Linked DNA regions of Rattus norvegicus: region 1 is linked to region 2. Evidence: chromatin contacts called from public Hi-C data. All regions are on one chromosome and are shown on one strand. The core of a region is the stretch at or near the end of the contact, and the rest is flanking DNA. Distances in the headings are between cores, read along the strand shown. Region 1 overlaps Tpi1l2 (triosephosphate isomerase 1 like 2). Region 2 overlaps Tpi1l2 (triosephosphate isomerase 1 like 2).

Region 1 (6,849 bases), core at 2,176-4,675, 80 kb before region 2:
GCAAGCTTCCAGGAGCATTCAACTTGATGATGGATTGTGGTGGAGGTCAGTTTCAAGCTATGGGGTTAGGCTACTTGAAATTCACTCCTAGCCCTCACCTAGACACATATATGCCTCAATTTCTCCATCAGCAAAGTAGAGACAGCCAAGACACCTAGCTCCTCCCATTGCTGTGTCTTAGTTATGGTCTCAATTGCTGTGATGAGTCACCATGACTATGGCAACTCTTATTTTTTTTTTTTTATTAACTTGAGTATTTCTTATATACATTTCGAGTGTTATTCCCTTTCCCGGTTTCCGGGCAAACATCCCCCTAATCCCTTCCCCTACCCTTCTTTATGGGTGTTCCCCTCCCCATCCTTCCCCCATTGCTGCCCTCCCCCCAACAATCTAGTTCACTGGGGGCTCAGTCTTAGCAGGACCCAGGGCTTCCCCTTCCACTGGTGCTCTTACTAGGATATTCATTGCTACCTATGAGGTCAGAGTCCAGGGTCAGTCCATGTATAGTCTTTAGGTAGTGGCTTATATGGCAATTCTTATAAAGGAAAACATTTCATTGGGACAACTTAAGGTCAGAGGTTTGGTCCATTATCATCATGGTGGGAAGCAGGGCAGCTTGCAGGCAGATGTGGTACCAGAGAGGTAGCTGAGAGTTTTACATCCAAAGGCAGCAAGAAGAGAGAGTGAGACATGAGCTTCTGAAACCTCAAAGCCCACCCCCAGTGACACGCTTCCTCCAACAAGGCCACAGCTACTAATGCTCCTCTCCATGAGCCTATGGAGGCCATTTTCATTCAGACCACCACACATAGATGAACTTAGAGGATGCATGTGGAGTGTTTGATGTTAAGCCTGGGTATAGACCACAAACGCATGCTCTGTTGCTCGAAGAGGCCTCACCTCCCTGCCACTCTTGAGCCAGCTCAGACCATCGCCACAGGACTGAAGCTTCTCTCTGATTCTCCTGAAGACCCCTGGACCAGTTTAGACCCGAGTTTTTCCTCCCTCAGCAACATTTAGCTATAAAACAAATAACATGTTGAAATATAAACAATTAAATAACCAGTTTACAAGAGAACATCACCATTCCTGCAAAGATAGTATGAGACTGTCTTCTGCTGGGAATCAGTTTCCCATGGATGTTAGCACTTTATCCAGACAGAAGAGTTCAAAGTGAAGTTACTCCATGGTTTTCTGAGAGTTCAAACTTATGTTGGTTGAAGAAAAGGAAGAAGAGGAAGGACGGAGCTACCTGACTAGGTAAGAAACAGGAACCATTCTTACATCCAGCAGAAGCCAACTAGAACAATTGACACTTAAATTTCTGTTCCACAGGATTATTTTTGTTTGGTTGGTTTTTTACTATTTTCAAGCAAAATGTTTTACTTTGTATTTTTAATCTTTACATGATTTTTTTAAGCCACAAATCTGATTTCTTGATTGACTGGTTGATTGATGATTGATTAATTGATTGATTGGGTTTCATGAAGCTGAGGTTGGCCATGAGCTCCTGATCCACTGGATCACTGGATCACTTCCAATTGATGGGAATACAGGCGAAGTGCACTGTGTCCAGCTAAGATGTGGCTCTTTATCTGAATACCTTCACCAAATGACTAGCTGACATTAAACCAAACTTGTACTAAACTGAGGAAAATCCCAACAAGACTGAATCCCTCCTGACTCAGTGGCAGAGCTGGTTTTACCCCAACACCAGCAGGAAGCTGAGTTCACTGTCACTCTTCATTTGTTCAAACCATTTAGTCCCTTCTTCCCATAAGATCCCCTGGTTCACTACCTCCGCAGGTGGGGCTCTGTGAGGGACCTGCTGCTTGTTTACATCATGCCCAAACTACTGGGTACTCTGTGAGTTTTTCTTCCTCTCTAAAACATAGCCACAAAGAGCGAGCCTGGAGTGTGGACAGTTTACTTCAAAAGGCAGAGAAGAAGCAGTTGAAGTGCTAGCCACAGGAGCCTTTCAAACATCTATTGTATTCTTACCATTCTCTGGTGGGGGCCACCTATAGAATTAGTTTCACTTACATTGTGATCCTAAGCACTAAGTCTTGCCACTAACCCTTTACTGTGCCTTTCGGACCACCCACTGTGATCCTAGCACCCCCACCCCGGGGTTTCTGAGAGCCAATGATTTAAGACTACAAATGATTCACAAAGCCTTAGCTCTTTTCCCAGAAGAAACATTCTGTCCCTTTGGTTCTTGCTTTTGATCTGCTTGCTAATGTATAATAGCATCTAGCCCACCTGTGTATCCACCCTTCACGTGAGAAGGGAAATTCTAACCTTGCATGCCCTTGCTTTCTTAAGACAAGAAAAAGAAAGAAAACGTGTTCCCCTAAGGAAAAGCTGACAAGGTTATGGTTAAAAAAAACAAAAACAAAAACAAAAAACTTGACACTTGGATGTACAGGGACTCAATGGATAGAAATTGACTTTTGCCATGTCTCTTTCTCTGATACCATGATGCCCAGTGACCTGTCCAAATCTATTTCAGTGTCACCCCATTGGAAGTACACAATGAGAGTTTCTAACTCAACTCCATTTCAGCCTTCACGTGTTAGAGTAAGGTAGTGTGTTAGTGTTCCATCGCTATGACAAAATGTCTGATACAAACAACTTAAAAGGAAGAAAGGTTAATTCTCGATCACAGTTTTGGGAATTACAATCCTTGCTTACCTGACCCTGCTGCCTGTAAAGAGGCAGCACATCGTGCTAGCAGCCCATCACGCTACGGTAGAAGTAGTTTCTACCCTGTGATGACCGGGAGGCAAGCACTTCCTGGACAGCTGCCTGATTAGGTCAAGGTAAAGGTCAGCTCCCTACTCATGGCAGCCACTGATCGCATTGCGTGTGGTGTTTGTACAAATGATTGTGTGCTTCCTCAAATGTCAATGTTAAGAACTATTCCAACAATGGCTGAAATCATGAGGGAGACTGTGGCGAAAGGGATGTTGTAGCTGGAGCAACAGAGTGGGCTCAGTTCCAACTATAATGACGGCAGCTGGAACCAAGAAGCAGGTGAAAGAAGAACAGCAGGAAAATTACTAGGTGAATGTAACAGGGCCGGGGGATTCCCGCCAGAGCAGTGATGCAGATGTGGCTGCAGTGGAGACCAACATCAAGACCTTTCAACAAGGTTCAGAGGAAGCTGGCTGTCGTGTGAGAAAGGAAAAGGGTGTTTGTTGGTAGCTGTAGTGAACAGGAAGATGGAGTTGATGTTATCACTGCTGGGCTAAAATCTCTCCTAACAGATACCAAGGTTGTCTCACAGAAAGCAGGATTGCCCAATGGCTGACAGCGTGGCCTTTGAGACTTCTAAGTAAACACTGCACATGAACCATCAGAGTCAGAGAGCAAGGGTGATGCTCTGGGGAACATTAACTCCCTAGACAGACAGACAGACATAGTCCACAGTAAAGGTAAATAAAAGCGAGGGAACAGAGACAGGCACACAAAGCACAGAGAGTTGGGTAGGCATCTCTGCTCCACTCCCTCAACCTGCTGCAAATATTTTACCAACCAGCAAAAATGTGGAGGACCACTCCCTCCTGCTCCTCCCTCCTCACACTAACTGAAGAGAGACAGAAAGTTAGGAAGATCTTGGCCTGCACAGTATCCATCCCTGGACATTCCCTCCCAGTCACATAACTTTATGGTGCTTAAAAGATGTCGCAAGAGAATACTGTGGTTCTCCAAGAGGGTGCCAAGCAAAATGAGTCTCTCTCATCAAGTTGCAGATGGAATCTTCTCTTGTGTGGCCTCCAGAGCAGAGGGGACTCCAGCCCAACTCAGGAGCACTGAGAGCCTTGCTCCTCTGTGAAGAGGTGGGCGTGACAGAGACCTGGACCTGGAGTCCAAAGCAAATAGAAGGGGGCAGTGGAACACGGACCTATAACCCGTCATGGCAGCGGCTGTCCTGTCTACCTGAGGCCCTCTACTGTGTCCTCTCATAGACATCCAACAATCCAAAAGGGTTAACATGCTGTCATGGAGTGTAAAATGTCCCTCCACAGACTTGGGGGATGAGAACAAGTGACAGGATCCTGAGGGCTCTGAGCTAATCAGTGGACTAACCCCTTGATGGATTCATAATTTGGAAGCATGCCTTGGAGATGCTAAAAAGTAGGGGCTGCCACCAGCCAGAGTATCAGGTCGCTGTGGGTGACTCCTCCTCAGCGTTGTATCTTGCTATGGTCCTTCCTGTATCCATTTCTCAGCTTCTGCCATGGAGATGCTTCTTCATCCCACACTTCCACCATCAGGACGTTCTGCCAAGAGAATGGGGCCAAGCAGCCACAGACCGACGCCTTCGAAACTGTGAGCCAAAGCGAATCTTCCCTTAAGTTCTTTATGTGGGGCACTTTGTCATCACCACAAGAACAACGTCTAACAGCTCCTCCTGGACCCCACAGCCCTTTCAGCCAGCATTAACTGATTGACTGATGTTCCCATCACCCTCTTACAGGCCTATTTCACACTGTAATATTGCTGTTAGCATTGTAGGTCCCTCGTTAGACAGAAATAATATCAGAATCCTATGTTCCCTACACATAATGCAAATGAACTCTCCCTCTCTTCCCACTTCTCACAGGAGCTTGCACACACACTCACGCACGCACACACACACATTCATACACACACCACATGCACACACACATACATACACACACATATACACACATGCACACACACATGCATGCACGCACACACACACACGCACACACACACACCACTACACTATTAGAGACTCATTGCTGTCCTTCCCAAGAAAGGATATTCACTTCCCACTGACTCTCAACAGATCCAATTCTGAAATACGAACACTGTGAATGTTGGATCAGTCCAGATTCTATTATGGCTAGAGGAACAATTGTGGATCTATTTCTAAAAATTTCCCAGTCCATTTTGAAAATAAAATTTGCATTTAAAAAATCAGAGTAGAGCGCTGGAAGGCTGGCTCAGCAGTCAGATGTGCTCACTGCTCTTGCCGAGGACCTGAGTTCAGTCCCTGGCACCCACATGTGACTCACAACCATCTGTAACTCCAGTTCCAGGGGATCTGACACCCTCTTCTGACTTCCACAGGTATCGAGTACACACATGGTAGACATATATAGATACTGGCAAAACACTCATGTGCATAAATAAACAGAGCAAAAAAAAAAAAGCAAATAAAATAAAATAAATCGAAGCAGGGACAGATGTAGCCCAGCAAAGTACATGCCCAGCACCTTCAGAACCTAGGCTCCATCCTTAACATTGTAAAAAAAATTTTTTCTAAATATTGAAATGAATCAGAAGCCAGGCATAGTGATACATGTCTTTAAACTTAGCAATTGGGAGGCAGAGACAGACAGTTTGAGGCCAGACCTGTCTATACAGTGAGCTTTAGGCTCCTCAAGGCTACATAGCAAGATCACATCTCAAAACAAGCAAACGAAGGAATCGAAGTAATCTTTTTGCATTTGGTGTCTTGCTTGATGACTGTATTATCTGCTATGAACATGTCTGCAATGATAGGCAACAGAATCCTGAAAATCAGAGTCACTAGAGAAATAGCAGCCACCTAGCTCGGTTAACCAGCAAGAACTTGTAACATAGGCACCGAGTCAGCTGGGGCAGGATTAGCCTTCGCCTTCCAACGAAACTGAGTGTTCGTTTCTCCCATCGAGCAATGAGTTTTGTTTGTTTGTTTGATTTTTTTTTTTCATTTAAAAAGCAGACTTGAGAGATCTAGGGAAACAGCTCCATGTATAAAGTGCTTGCAGGATCCCCTGCACCCCCATAAGAGCCGAGTACAACACTGTACCTGTAATCTCAGCACTGGGGATGAAGGGGCAGTGGGACTGTTGGGGCAAGGTCAAAATGGAGCTCCAGATTCAGTGACAGGTCCTGTCTCAAAAAAAGTAAGGAGGATGGAACTGAACGTTTAGAGCACTGACTGCTCATCCGGGGGGCCTGGGTTCAATTCCCAGCAACCACATGGATGTTCACAGCCATCTGTAACTTGTTCCAGGAGATCCAGTGCCATCTCCTGGCCTTCAGGGTCATCAGGAGTGTATGTGGTACAAAGACATGCAAGCATGCAAAACACCCATATACATAAAAATAAATATGGTTTGTTTTTTTTAATGAGGAGAGCGGTTGAGGAAGATGCCCAATGTCAATCTCAGCTCCCCAGGCACTAACACACGCACATGACACACATGTGCTCACACACAGAGAAATAGATCTGAATTTATGAATGGCCAGTCAGGGATGCTCCAGCCTGCCCTGGAGCACCTGTTCACCCAAGGTCTGCAGCCACACCTCAGTATAATGATTACATCACGGAACAGTGGTGCCACTAGGGCCCATTCTGAAGGACAGCTCTGTTCCCTGCCTCCTGCCAGCATCTGTGGTCAGGAGCAGCAAGGAGGAAATCCAATGAAGGTCAGTTAACAAAGACCCCAGTGTGGGTGAAACTTAACACCACGGGAGAGAGACCGTGGGAGGAAGAGGAGCCCAGAGCCCCGGGCTCTGTGGAAGAAACAGGGAAGGGTCAGAGGGGGAACTGGAAAGAAGCTCTGACCCCATTGCCCCCTCTGCAGTCAGACTGCTGGAGACTTCCGGAAATGAGGAACACCAGGCACAGACAGTGTGAGCGCTTGCCATTCTACCTCGTTGGTAGCCCGAGACAGGAGGAGGATGAGTGCAGTGTTTAGAGTTTGGGACCAGCCTACTTTGTTTTTACACAGTAAAAAAGTCTCTTTAAAAATATCTGTGGATGCATGTGCTGGCTGGCACACACATACACACACACACACACACACACACACACACACGAGAGAG
Region 2 (5,996 bases), core at 1,017-3,516:
TGTCCTTCTTAGTAATTAGTTTTAAAGGCTTTTTATATTTAATAATGTGTGTGTCTGAGTCAGGATTTGTGCAGTGAGCACCTGAGCCCAATGAGGCCAGAAGAGGGCATCAGATCCCCTGGAGAAGGAGTGACAGGCAGTTATGACCCACCTGGGTGCTGGGCACTGGTCCTTCACAAGAGCAGTATAGACTCTTAACTGCCAAGCCATCTGTACTGGCTGGTTTTTTATGTCTTGACACAAGATGGAGTTATCACAGAAAAAGGAGCCTCCCTTGAGGAAATGCCTCCATGAGATCCAGCTGTAAGGCATTTTCTCAATTAGTGATCAAGGAGGGATGGCCCCGCCCATTGTGGGTGGTGCCGTCCCTGGGCTGGTGGTCCTGGGTTCTATAAGAGATCAAGCTGAGCAAGCCAGGGGAAGCAAGCCAGTAAGTAACATCCCTCCATAGCCTCTGCATCAGCTCCTGCTTCTTGACCTGCTTGAGTTCCAGTTCTGACTTCCTTTGGTGATGACCAGCAATGTGGAAGTGTAAGCTGAATAAACCCTTTCCTCCCCAACTTGCTTCTTGGATGTGATGTTTGTGCAGGAATAGAAACCCTGACTAACATATCATCTCTCCAGGAATATTGATTTTTTAAAACATTTATTTATATTTCTGTATCTGTGCATGTTATATATGAGGGTACACATGTATGTAAAAGTCAGAGGGGGGTGTATTTGCATGTATGCACAGCATACATGCATGTGTGTGTGTGTGTGTGTGTGTGTGTGTGTGTGTTTGCTTTCCATTAGGTATTAGTTAGAAAAAGGCTCATCCATATATTTCAAAAGCCAAAATTAATATAGTTTGCCAAAAGTACACGTCTGTATCTGACATAAATGAAAAATCATAACATTTCATGATTTTCACAGTGCTTGAACCCCATGTCTTAGTCTCTGTTCTCTTGCTGTGAAGAGACACCATGACCAAGATAACTTTTATGAAAAAGCATTTAACCAAGGGATTGCTTACAGATTCAGAGGTTTTGTTCATTATCATTCACTGGGGATCATGGTGGTACATGTGGCACTGAAGAAGTGGCAGAGAGAGAGAGAGAGAGAGAGAGAGAGAGAGAGAGAGAGAGAGAGAGAGAGAGAACAGGTCTGGTGTGGGGTTTTGAAACTTCATCCTCAGTGACACACTTCCTCCAAAAAGGCCACACTTCCTAATTCTTTCCAATTAGTGTCATTCAAATGTATGAGCCATGGGGGCCATCCTTCTTTAAACTACCACACCCCATTAACACAGAGCTCTGCCTCACAGTGCACACTGGTTCTGGAGCTCCAGCCACCACACTCATAGTCTATCCTGCACCATGAAGGAAGAAGAATCCCTTTTCTTTAATCCTACTTCCCAGAAGTTGGGCACCATGCTTCCAATTTTAGTCCACTGGCCACGGTTTTACCCAGTGGACACACCTAGTTCCGAGAGTCTGGGAAAACAGGCCCTTGTTCCAGAAAGGCATGCTAAAAATACAGGTTATTGCTACTAAGGAGAAGGTGAAAGTGTGTGTCTCAGGATGCCTGTGGCGGATTCCGCCACAAGGGTAAACAGCACAAGTGTATGGTGTCTCGGCATGGGACCGAGCTCTGTAAATGAGCAGGGAAAACGATCCAGGTATTTCTTCAGCCTTCCTCCCTCCACTGCACCCTCCGAGAAGAGAGACGAGCAGTGTCTGATGTGGGCATGCGCTCCACCAGGCGGCTGACGTCAAATCCACCTGTTATTCAGAGTAGCTCTCACGCACCCGGAGATTGACAGACCCAGGATTCAGATCAGCTGTGCTCAGAGACACCTCTCTCCCCAGCACTGTTGGGGTGCTTCTTCAGTCTCCCCAACTTGATTTGTGGGATCAAAAGAGGACTGTTCCCTCCCTCTGATGCCTGGCAGCCTAACACCGTGTCTCTGGTGACCTTTGGGCTCTGTACAACCACCCCTTCCTGCCTCTCATCTCAGTGTGTTTGGCCTCACTAAACACCAGCAACCCACCAAGGTCATCTTCTGGCCTTGACACGAGGTCTTCAAGTACTGCATTTACCTTTTCTTTCCTTGAATCTCTGGGCTTGGACTCCGTCCCTCAACAACACTCTTAGTCCACCTAGAAACAAACTGTCCATCCCCCACTTCCTCACAGCCCACCCAGAAACTCTACACTGACCCCTGCAGGCTCAGCACAGGGCAGATCCAAATGATGTTTTATGAAACACCCTGCGGCCCTCCCTCTGAGGACAGAGAACCATGGAGCTTGCCCCGTGGTCAAAGGGAACACCAGTTTGGAGGCATGTTGTATCCACGGTGACACCAAACAGGCAGCTAAGACACACAGGGGACCTGGCTCTCATCTATGCTGCTGGAGGTCCTCTCAGCAACCAGAAGACTTGAGACACCTAAGGGCCAGAGCTGGCTGCTGGCAGAAGCATTTTCTCATTCAGAAGGTAGAACACACCCCACGGCCTTCTGCCAGCTAGACACACCGTGCCCTTAGAATCGGGGTCAGTGTGACCCACTGTCTGCTGGGGGGCTCACTTGAGGTGTTCGCTTCGGTGGATTAAGGAGCATTCAGAGCAAGGCTGTTGCCAGAGAACAGAGTGGATGGACTGTGGGCACCATACCGTCACTCTGCTGGGGCTGGCTTCCCCGGAACAGAGGAGAGCTGGCCCCTCCCTTACAGCCAGACAGAGTCTGAATCTGTTGCCTCTTACGGCCGGTTCCAGGTTCTGTGACTTTGGATCCTAAAACTTTCAGCACGATCTCCCAAGTTCTCAGACTTGATGCCTCAGGCTGAGAGTGACACTACCGATGTCCTTGCGCACTGGCCTGTGGGTATGTGTTGCCATCATCTGACACTCCATTTTGTAGACAGGCTGGCCTGGGCCTTTTAGCCACAGCCAGTTCCAGTTCTCCTCTAAGTCCCTCTCAGGCACCTGCCGCTGGGAACCCTGGCTGATGTCCCCGACCTCAAGTTTGTCTGTCTGGTACAGAGCAGACCACAGCCAGATGGCTCTGCGAAGATTAGGCTTTGCAGCTCCAGACAGCAGGGCCCTCGTACTTCCGTACTTCCTCCTGCTCCTCCTTCCCCGCGCCAGACTCTGAAACCTTTCCTGTGGCCCTCAGTGCAAAGATCAGAGCTCCCCAGCCAGGGTCTGGTCTGTTGGAAGTCTTCCTTGCCCATCCTCTTCTGGGTCCTCTTTCCACCCACGTGGCACTACTCCAGCCTCCAGACTGGACATTTGCCTTCTCCTTGTCTGGATGCTCCCCCCACTCCGCCCTCCCATAGCCCCCCCCACTCCCCCCCACCCCCACCCCCCCACCCCCGCCTTCAAGAGACCATGCCCCCAGCTGAGACATCAGCTCTCCCAGTTTTTCCCACACTCCCCTCTTCATTAACATGGTTTCTCTTTAAGCCATCCTCTTTAATGTCCATGTCCCCCTACTAACAGGTAGGCTTCAGAGAGCATCAAGGACCTTAGGGGCTTCTAATTTTATTTTGTATCTGGACTGCTTAGATGAGCAATGAAGGAAGGAGGGGAGAAAGGGAGAAAGGGTTGCTGAAAGCTCTCAAGACTGATCGTGACTTACTGGCAGAACCGTGTTCCCTGATTCTGGGGGTAATTGTCCTCTGGAGATAAGTGGGAACCTGTTCACCAGGCCAGAGAAGACCGGCTGAAACCGGAAGGACTGAAATGAAAGGTGCTCCTCCGGCCCTTTCATCCCCAGTGGGCCTGGGTGTCAGCGCTGGAATCTTAGGACTCCCTCTCTGTGCCTGAGTGTGCCTAGCCGTCTGCACCCTCACCACAGCATGGCTCACGGTTTCTCAGAGACAATGTGCATCTGAACTGAGCAAGTGGAGATGTCTTCCCTTGTCATCTAGGAGCGGCTGACAGACACACGGCACGTGTGCTGTACCGGTTCGTTCCACGGGAGCGGGTATCAGTGGGTCAGGTATCCGCGATCCAGGACACCCGAGATGGGAGCGCTCGCATTCCCCACCCTTCATCCTGTGTCTAGTCGTTGCATTAACTTTTCCTGGGGAGAGGTGACCCAACTTCTGCTCACTGCAGATAGGGCACCAACCACAGGCAAAGTAACAATTCTACAGGAGTCTGTCTTGGTAACATTTTGTTTATTGGGCTCACAGGAGCATGACTGAGAGGTTTCATATACTCTCTCAAGTACCCCACAGTCACTGGACAGTCTCCCTAAGCATGAGTGACAATTTCCCCATTGTATGGATGGAGTCACATCTTTACCTCTTCTCTCTACATCCAAAGACCATGTGTGGTTAGTGCAAATTACAAGCAGCTGGAAGGGAGTGGGAGAGGGAGAGAGCGGCTGGACTCTGAGGTCAGAGTCTCACGACCCTTCCCGGACCCTCCTTCTATGAGGAAACTCAGCAGGGCCAATTCAAGGGGTCCCTTGGGTAGTCACAGTTGGTCTGCCATGCTCTGTCACCTCACTGTTCCACCTGTCACCGGAATCTTCTCTAAGCCAGAGAGAGCACAGGAATATGAATCCTCCAGCTCCAGAGGAAAGGAGAAAATACCAGAGCCAGGTGTGTGAGGCGGGCACTCAAAGCCTTCACAGCCCTGGATGTGAAACCGGAAAATGGAGATCCTGGGTCTTCACAGAGCCCAAAGAGGCATAGGGTAACTGGGGTGAAATCTAAGATAAATTTTAAAAGAAGTAGGGGTTGGGGATTTAGCTCAATGGTAGAGCGCTTGCCTAGCAAGCACAAGGCCCTGGGTTCGGTCCCCAGCTCCGAAAAAAAGAACCAAAAAAAAAAAAAAAAAAAAAAGAAAAGAAAAAAGAAAAAAGAAAAAAGAAAAAGAAGTAAAATAATTTTCAAATAAATGCACTAGAATGAAATAAAATTTTAAAATGATGCAGAGTAAAATCTTAAATAAAAGCATAGAAGTTGAAATTGTCCAGTTGGCATCCAATTGTCCAGTAGGTCCTAAATAAATAAAAATAAATTTTTTGAAATAGAAAAAAAAATAAGACTTAAACGTATAAAAAATTTTAAGGTGAACAATAGTAAAATGAACTTTAAGATAGATAGGGGAAAGTGAAATTCAAAAGTGAGTGAATGGGATGCTTGATATGACTTAGTGGGTAAAAAGGCTTTGCACGCAAGCCTGAGGACATGAGTTCAATTCCTGGTCCTGGACCCACACAGTAGAAGGTGAGAACTGACTCCTTCAGGCTGCCCTCTGCCTTTCTCAAGGGACCATGACATATACACACATGCAATAAATGAATAAACGTAATTTTAAAATATTAAAAATAAGCAAATAAAAATAAAATACGCACGGGCCCAGGCCAATGGCTCAGACGGTAAGCATTTCCTCCTAAGTATGAAGAGCCAAATCTGATCCCCAGTACCCACATCAAATCAAAGCTGAGTGCGGGGCCTGAAGAAATAGCCTTGAGGTGAGGAGAGCTTGCTAGAGGACCTGAGTTCAGTTCGAAACCCACACCAGGGGCCTCACTACCACCTGTAACTCCAGCTTCAGGGAATCCAAAGCTACCTTCTGGCTTCTGTACACACCGTAACAGACACTCATAAGTAAAAAATAAATCTAAAACACACACACACACACAGAGAGAGAGAGAGAGAGAGAGAGAGAGAGAGAGAGAGAGAGAGAAATTACTCTATACTCCTATAATTCCAGTGCGTTGGACAAGGAGACGAGAGGAGCCCTGCAGCTCACTGATGACCAGCTGGATTAATAGAATCAGGGAGAACCCAGGAACCAATGGGCAAGCTTATGTCTAAACACAAGGGAAGCGGCCAGGTATGCTTGGTTACACCCGTGATCCCAGCACTCGGGAAGCGTCTGCAGGCAGATCTCTGTGAATTCTAGGCCAGCCTAGTTCATATAACAAGTTCCAAGCCAGCCAAGGCTACATAGCAAGACCCTGTGTTAAAACACAAGAACAAACACAACAACAC

What was found. Hi-C and Micro-C count contacts between places; a contact is called where the count stands out from the background.
Region 1: a Hi-C map of liver shows a contact between it and region 2, with 2.5 times the contacts expected there. The contact joins two enhancer-like sites. A contact is called at or near these places in 4 of 12 Hi-C or Micro-C datasets (hepatocytes, kidney and liver).

What each region holds. Positions count from the first base shown.
Region 1 is chr17:27,500,392-27,507,240 of GRCr8, reverse strand. All of the region lies in intron 1 of Tpi1l2 (triosephosphate isomerase 1 like 2), which reads left to right. Among named protein-coding and RNA genes, the nearest start is that of Ly86, 190 kb to the left of the region's middle. Within about 2 kb of position 3,425, at least 5 of the 93 cell types and tissues checked have an H3K27ac peak or open chromatin away from gene starts, as enhancers often do. A contact at or near this core is called in hepatocytes and liver, where this site is marked.
Region 2 is chr17:27,420,156-27,426,151 of GRCr8, reverse strand. The region is part of intron 1 of Tpi1l2 (triosephosphate isomerase 1 like 2); the gene reads left to right. Among named protein-coding and RNA genes, the nearest start is that of Rreb1, 220 kb to the right of the region's middle. Within about 2 kb of position 2,266, at least 3 of the 93 cell types and tissues checked have an H3K27ac peak or open chromatin away from gene starts, as enhancers often do. A contact at or near this core is called in hepatocytes and liver, where this site is marked.